2 separate regions of the Rattus norvegicus genome follow, and region 2 is linked to region 1. The links are chromatin contacts, called in public Hi-C maps. All regions are on one chromosome and are shown on one strand. Each heading gives the region's core, a stretch centred on a gene start, on an enhancer-like site or on the middle of the called end of the contact. The rest is flanking DNA. Distances are from core to core; before and after follow the strand shown.

What was found. Hi-C and Micro-C count contacts between places; a contact is called where the count stands out from the background.
Region 2: a contact with region 1 is called in a Hi-C map of liver, with 1.7 times the contacts expected there. The contact joins the promoter of Cnnm3 here to the promoter of Fer1l5 in region 1. A contact is called at or near these places in 3 of 12 Hi-C or Micro-C datasets (the A7r5 cell line, hepatocytes and liver).

What each region holds. Positions count from the first base shown.
Region 1 is chr9:46,100,492-46,104,042 of GRCr8, forward strand. Fer1l5 (fer-1-like family member 5) reads left to right here and starts at 1,307. Exons shown (of 54, transcript XM_039084527.2): 1 at 1,307-1,440; 2 at 3,051-3,129. It overlaps Kansl3 (KAT8 regulatory NSL complex subunit 3), which reads right to left and starts at 1,030. Exons shown (of 20, transcript NM_001034835.1): 1 at 1,018-1,030.
Region 2 is chr9:46,249,191-46,252,706 of GRCr8, forward strand. Cnnm3 (cyclin and CBS domain divalent metal cation transport mediator 3) reads left to right here and starts at 2,075. Exons shown (of 8, transcript NM_001106901.2): 1 at 2,075-3,346. The coding sequence starts at 2,110.

The DNA.
Region 1 (3,551 bases), core at 57-2,556:
GAAAAGGGGCTTGTCAACTCAATAGCTTCCGTTTCTCCCAAGTTTCCCTATCAAAACATGCCTTTATGCCCATCATTCATCGATTATGCATACCACTACGGAACAGAAAGGTGGCGGGTGCCATACACAGTTTTGTGACTGTAAACTGACAAGACTCCACAGTTAGCAAAAATATGACCTTTCTGTGCCAAGGCATGGTGACGCACGCTTTTCGTCCCAGCATTGGGGAGGAAGAAGCAGACCTATCTCCGGGAGTTCGAGGACTGCCTGGTCTATAGAATGCGTTCCAGGACAGCCAGGGTAACAGTGAGATCCCATCTCAAAAAAAAAAAAAAAATTTTTTTTTTTTGGCTGAGCAATTTTCTTCCTGGGTGGTAAAGGATTTTGCAAATCAGAGGGATCACAAACATGAATTCTTCTAAAGCTAGAGGAAGTGCGTGGGGACGGTCAGCTCCAGCACGCCCAGCACAACAGGCGGGCACCGTGGGCTGAGTGCAGCCCAGGGCTCCAGACATCATCGCTTTGGCCTGAGGTCAAGGGGACTTTCCTAGGGTCACATTCTACCCAAGGTCTGCACCGACCTCAAGGTACACCGGAGTTTTGAGAGAAGAAAAACCAGAGCCCGCCCTCAGCCCGACCGGGGCCTTAGGAGGCCTCAGGAGGCCTCTTCTTCGCCCTCCCTCAGCGAGGCGCCCGGCAAACGGCCCGCTCCTCCGTGAGGTTCCCGCCACGGAACCGCAAAACCACAAAACGGCCCACCCGGGCGACTCGGCCAAGGTCATCCCGAGTTCCCGGCGAGGAGGAGCCGCCCGGCCCCGCCTCCCCTCCCCGGGCCCTCCTCGGCCCGGCGCCTCGGGCGCTGGGGCGGCCGCGTCGGCCTCCCGCGCCCCGCCCGGCCCGCGGCTCCAGCCCCGGCTCCCGCAGGCCCGCGGAGCCCCGAGGTCTTCTCCGATGCCGCCGCCCGCCGCCTGGAACCCCACGGGCCGCCACCCGCGCCGGGACGGACCCGCGTCTCACCCGCAGTTGTCGGCCGCGCGCTCGCCGGAGCTGGATCACAGTGCGCGTGCGCCTCACCGCCCGGCGCCACGGGCTCCGAGGAAAACGCGGAAGTGGATTGCTCTTCCGGAACTGCGCGGCGGCGAGCGGCAAAGCCTGGAGCGGATCCGCGACCTCGCTGGCCTGTGGGGAGTGCCGTGAGCCCGCGCGCGCGCGCGCGACCCCGGGACAGAGACGTCCTTCCTCTACGTTTTCTGTGGGGAAAGTGAGGGCAAAGAGCTAAGCAGTTCAGACAGCCCCGGCGCTCGGTGTTCCCCGCCACAGTCAGTTCCTCCTCCCCCGACCTATTACAGAGCAGGGTTCTATCTGCAGTGGGCGGGCTCAGCCCAGCGTTGAGACTTTGTTTATAATTCCAAGGCAGGAGGCTGAGACAGGAGAATCTTGGTGAGTTCCAGGACAGCCTGAGCTACATAGCGACAGACTTGTCTCAAGACCTCGACCACAAACCAGAGAGATGGGGAGAGAAGAGGGAGGGAATGCTTTGCAGAATGTCCGGATACAATTCTAGGGCTCTGCGGTGTTTAACGAAGAGAAATTGGTGGAGCTCAGACTAGGATGAGGTAGATGATGAGGTAGAGGAGAGATGTGAGGTTCAATTTTTAACCGCCTGGCCCACAGATCCCAGCAAGCAAAGTTTCCGCCCTTTTCTCATCTCGAAATGTGCAAATACCTAAACCCTGCCTCAATAGGTTGCCAGGGGAATACAGTGGATTATTTCCGCCACCTGTCAAGAGCTCAATTGATTTCTTGATGGCAATTACTGCAAGCTACCCCCACCTCCAGGTGTCATTGGTTGTTTTTATTTACTATTTATGGAGGGATGGTGAGACATGGTCGCATGTATCTCAGGCTGGGCTTCAAGCTAGCTATGCTGCCAGAGAAGACCTTGAATTTTATTGTTGGTTTGGTTCGAGTTTTGTTTTGTTTTTGTTTATTTGATGTTTTTTGAGACAGAGCTTCTCTGTGGAGCCCTGACTGTTCTCAAGCCCAGTAGGCCAGGCTGACCTTGAACTCAGAGATCTGCCTGCTTCTGCGCATGCCCACCACTTCCTGGTTAACATTGAATTACAGATCCTCTGCTCCTCTCCCTTTCAAGCGCTGGGATTATAGGCCTGCACTACCGGGCCTAGCATAGAGCAACGTGTTTTAGACTTAGACTTGACTAAGGAGGAGGGTCAGGAAAATTAAGCAACGACAAGAGGTTTCGTAGGTGTGCAAAGACTGAAAATTAACTCAAGGGGTGTTTCTGACAGTTCATCCACAATGTCACTGTATCCTTGGTTCTGAGCACACAACAAGCACACTTTCATGAGGCTCGTGCCATATAACTATGGCGCCAACAAATGTTTTCGAAAACCCCTTGGCTCAGACTTTAGACTATTGTATGTTATCAATTGCAGTGTTTTTGCTGTAGACACAAAGTTTCCTGCTCTTAGAGAAACCTGATAACTTTATTATGGAAAACAAAGGCTCTTAATACGTTCCTCTCTCTCTCAGCATGTGTCAAAGTAACATTTCTTTGGACTGTGATAGATAGAATGCTTGGTTTTAGAAACTGCCATCTGAATGGCTGATTTGAGCTTCATAAAACAATAATTAAATGAATTTTAGCTTGGGATTAAAATAGACTGCCCAATCATTTCTGAGATCACTTCTGCCATTTTGTAGCATGTCTTTATTTGAAGTAGCTTTCTTAGCATTAATTATTATAAAATCAAAATACTCATCACCTCAGAGGCAAGAAAATCAGGAATCCAAGAACAGCCTCAGCTATATAGTGAGTTCAGAGCCAACCTAGGCTACTTGAGACCCTGTCTCCCAGATTTAAAAAAAAAAATCAAACAAAGGGGAAAAAAACATGCCAAATGTCTTGCTTCTCCATTAAAAAGCCCTCCCCTGAGACATCATTGATTTACCTGTATATGGATTTTGATGGCCTCACCTCTTGTATTTTCTCATCTACATTGCATGTCTTTGCCAACAATTCATTCCAGACAGAAGAGAATTCTGTGCCTGTTGTTGAAACTCTAGAGGTCAGCGACAAAAGAAAGGAGTCCGCCTCAAAGCGGCAAGGTTTGTCTGTGTACACCTCGGGCCACTTGTTTAATCTACACTCTGTCACAGTCCTTTATCTCTTCCGGAGATTCTCTTCGGAACCAAGAACCACTTATCTCTGTGATGTTCCTCTTGTTGCTAAGCTCCCTCACCCTGTGAACCTGGAACAGAGGAGCTCCAAAGAGCAAGAGGTTGTCCTGTGCAGGGAAGGAGGGGAGGAAGCAAGTGTCCAAGATGCTCAGGGTTGTTGTGGAGTCTGCCACAATTAACCCTCCCCTCAGCCCCACACCCAAAGCCTGCGTAACTGTCTACTTCAGAGGTGAGCGCCCAGTTCCGAAAGGGTACCAGGAACCCTGCTAGGTATCTCATGGTCAATTCCACTATGTGAATGATGTCCTGTGCAACACATCCAGGAGGTAGATTGTTTCAAAACCTGTTAC
Region 2 (3,516 bases), core at 825-3,324, 150 kb after region 1:
GTGATTCACTGCATGCACACCATCTGTTCTAGCCCGGTGTCAGCATTTTATCTTGACTTGGAGACACAGTGGGAACTAAAGGTTGCATTCACTTTAAGGACGTTTGTCCTTAAAGGCAGCAAGACAGTTCCAATGCAAAAGAGCAACCATGTCTTAATTGCTTCTACTGGTGGCTTACTCTGTCATCCCTAGAGGCAGAACTTCTTGGGGCATATAGCACTGTTCAGATAATAAAAACGGGAGCAGAGATGCGACTTGCCAGCCACCATTCTGAGTTTACAATGTAGAAGAGTCACTGCCAACTTTGTAAAGACTTTTGGGGGGACTCTGTTTAGTTCTTAAAGGTGTGTGTGTATATGTACGTATTCGATGTATGTGAGGGCAGACGAGGGCACAGGATTCCTTGGGGCTGGAGGTAGAGGTGGTGGTGAGTCACCTGAGTGGAGGTATTGGGAACCACACGAGAGTCCTCTGAAGAGCAGCATGGGGTCATTTCTCTAGCCCCTTGTTTTGATTTTTGAGACAGGATCTCACTATATAGCCCTACCTGGCCTCTAACTCACTATGAGGCCCCTGCTGGCCTCTGCTGAGATTACAAGCTGGGTAAGAACTTTTCACCAATGATTTTCCCTCTTGGTCTTTCCTCAGGGGCCTGTTTTTTTGTTTGTTTGTTTTGTTTTGTTTTTGTACATTATCTTCTACACAACTTGTGGTCATATTACATAATATTTTTAGGACACTGAGTTATGTCTACAGAATCCTTTTTAAAAAACATTCAAGGGGCTGGAGAGATGGGCTCAGTGGTTAAGAACACTTAACTGCTCTTGCAGAAGTCCTGGTTCTCAGAACCCACATGGTAACTCACAAATGTCAGTAATTCTAGTTCCAGGGGATGCAGTGACCTGTTCTAGCCTCCTTCTGCACCTGCATACACAACACACATATACCACATACACACAAAACAAAACATCTATGTATAAGATGTGTCCATGTATTAGGGCATTTAGGGAGAAAATAGAAAATTGCAAAAACGTGGATACCTACAGAAGAGCTAATCACAAAGACTACATGCAAAGAGTGAAGACCGCTCCATCTGATCCATATAGGTGTCTTCCAAAATGAGGACAGAAAGAACCCTCTAGAACAGCTTTCTCGGCCCAAGGAATCAGGATAAAGTGCGGTTGTGAAGCTAGCAAGTGTGAACATTCCTGAAAACTGCTACCTTCCTGCGTGGCTTCATGACCTGGATTGTCAGGTGCGCGTCAGAACCCAATGGCACACAGACTCAGTCTCTAAACCTCATTCTATCCTTAAGATTAAGTACATGAAACAGGTGTGAAGATTCGAGGAAACTGATTTTTCTGGGGTTGAGTATTTACTATGGAGCGTCCCGTCAAAGTAACTTGCTCAAAAGCAGGTGTCTGTCTTGACATCCACAGAGTCCAACGCAAAGCAGGAATGCCTTCGAGAGACGTCAGCTTTAAAACAAACCAATAGGGCCGGAGAGCTGGCTGAGGTTAAAGAATGCGTGTTAAGAAACAGAGTTCAGGAGGGGTTGGGGATTTAGCTCAGTGGTAGAGCGCTTGCCTAGGAAGCGCAAGGCCCTGGGTTCGGTCCCCAGCTCCGGAAAAAAAAAAAAAAAAGAAAGAAACAGAGTTCAGTTCTTGGAACTCCAGCTCCAGGGGGATCTGACGCCCTCTTCTGTCCGCATAAAGCACTACACTCGCATGCGCAAACCCACATACATATATACAAATAAGAAAATCAATCTTTGGCTTCCGTGTGCCCAGCGCCTGGTTCTTATTCAGCTCTTAACCTTGCAGGCCAGAGGGCTAACGACCTTGCTCGTCCACACACGCCGGGACGCTAAGGTCGTCCCAGACGGCCGCTCCGCGTCCTCCCTCGCCAACCGAGCGCCACGCCCCCCCGGCCTGCCCCGCCCCGCGCCGCTTGTTTACTCCCCGGCGCAGCCTAGTTCTCCCCAGAGCCCGCCCCCGTCAACTGCTTATTGGTTAAAGTGACGGGAAGGCCCGCGCCGATTGGCCGCAACAGCATAGGCGCGGGTGAGTGGGGTAGGCTGCGCCCGAGGCCCAGAAGGGGTAGCAGGCCATGGCGGCGGCTGCTGCGGCTGTGGCGGGTTGGTTGGGCTGGGTGCTTGCTGCGTTCTGTCTGGGCAGCACCGCAGGGGAGGCGGCGCCGGGCGCGGGACTGCTGAGCTTCTGCACGGAGGAGGACGGTGCTCCGGGCGCGGGCTCCCTACGCGGAAGGGCAGCGCCGGAGGCCACTTTGTGCTTGCGACTCTTCTGCCCAGGCTTGGCCAACAGTTCCTGGACCTGGGTAGCCCCGGAGGGCGCAGGCTGCCCCGAGGGCGGGCGGGCCACGGAGCCCTCGGAGGCGGCCGCCCCCACGGGCGAGTGGCGCGCGCTGCTGCGCCTGCGCGCCGAGGCCGGCCACCCGCGCTCCGCGCTGCTGGCAGTGCGCGTGGAGCCGGGCGGCGGGGCAGCTGAGGAGGCGGCGGCGCCCTGGGCGCTGGGGCTGGGGGCGGCCGGGCTGCTGGCTCTGGCGGCTGTGGCTCGCGGCCTGCAGCTGAGCGCGCTGGCGCTGGCGCCGGCCGAGGTGCAGGTGCTGCGCGAGAGCGGCTCGGAGGCGGAGCGCGCGGCTGCGCGGCGCCTGGAACCCGCACGGCGCTGGGCCGGCTGCGCCCTGGGCGCGCTGCTGCTTCTGGCCAGCCTGGCACAGGCGGCACTGGCGGTGCTGCTGTACGGGGCGGTGGGCCAGCGCGCCGTTCCCGCCGTGCTGGGCTGCGCGGGGCTGGTGTTCCTGGTAGGTGAGGTGCTGCCGGCCGCCGTGAGCGGACGCTGGGCTCTGGCGCTGGCGCCGCGCGCGCTGGGCCTCAGCCGCCTGGCGGTGCTACTCACCTTGCCGGTGGCGCTGCCCGTCGGGCAGCTGCTGGAGCTGGCAGCGCGGCCCGGGCGTCTGCGGGAGCGCGTGCTAGAGCTGGCGCGCGGCGGTGGCGACCCCTACAGCGACCTCAGCAAGGGAGTGCTGCGCTACCGGACCGTGGAGGACGTGCTCACGCCGCTCGAAGACTGCTTTATGCTGGACTCCGGCACTGTCCTGGACTTCAGCGTCCTCGCAAGCATCATGCAGAGCGGCCACACGCGCATCCCAGTGTTTGAGGAGGAGCGCTCCAACATCGTGGACATGCTGTACCTCAAAGACCTGGCCTTCGTGGACCCCGAGGACTGCACGCCGCTCAGCACCATCACCCGATTCTACAACCATCCACTCCACTTTGTCTTCAACGACACCAAACTGGACGCCGTCCTGGAGGAGTTCAAGAGAGGTAAGGGGATGCCCTTTGTTGGGAAGGGTCTCACTCCACCAGAGAAGGCAGAGGAACTTGACCCTTCTCAGAAAGTGATGGCCTTGCACCTGGGAGTGACCTTTGGAAATATTTAAAGACCCACCTTTTAGAAGCAGAAGCAAGTGCTGTGGGAGTCCAATGCGGGAGGA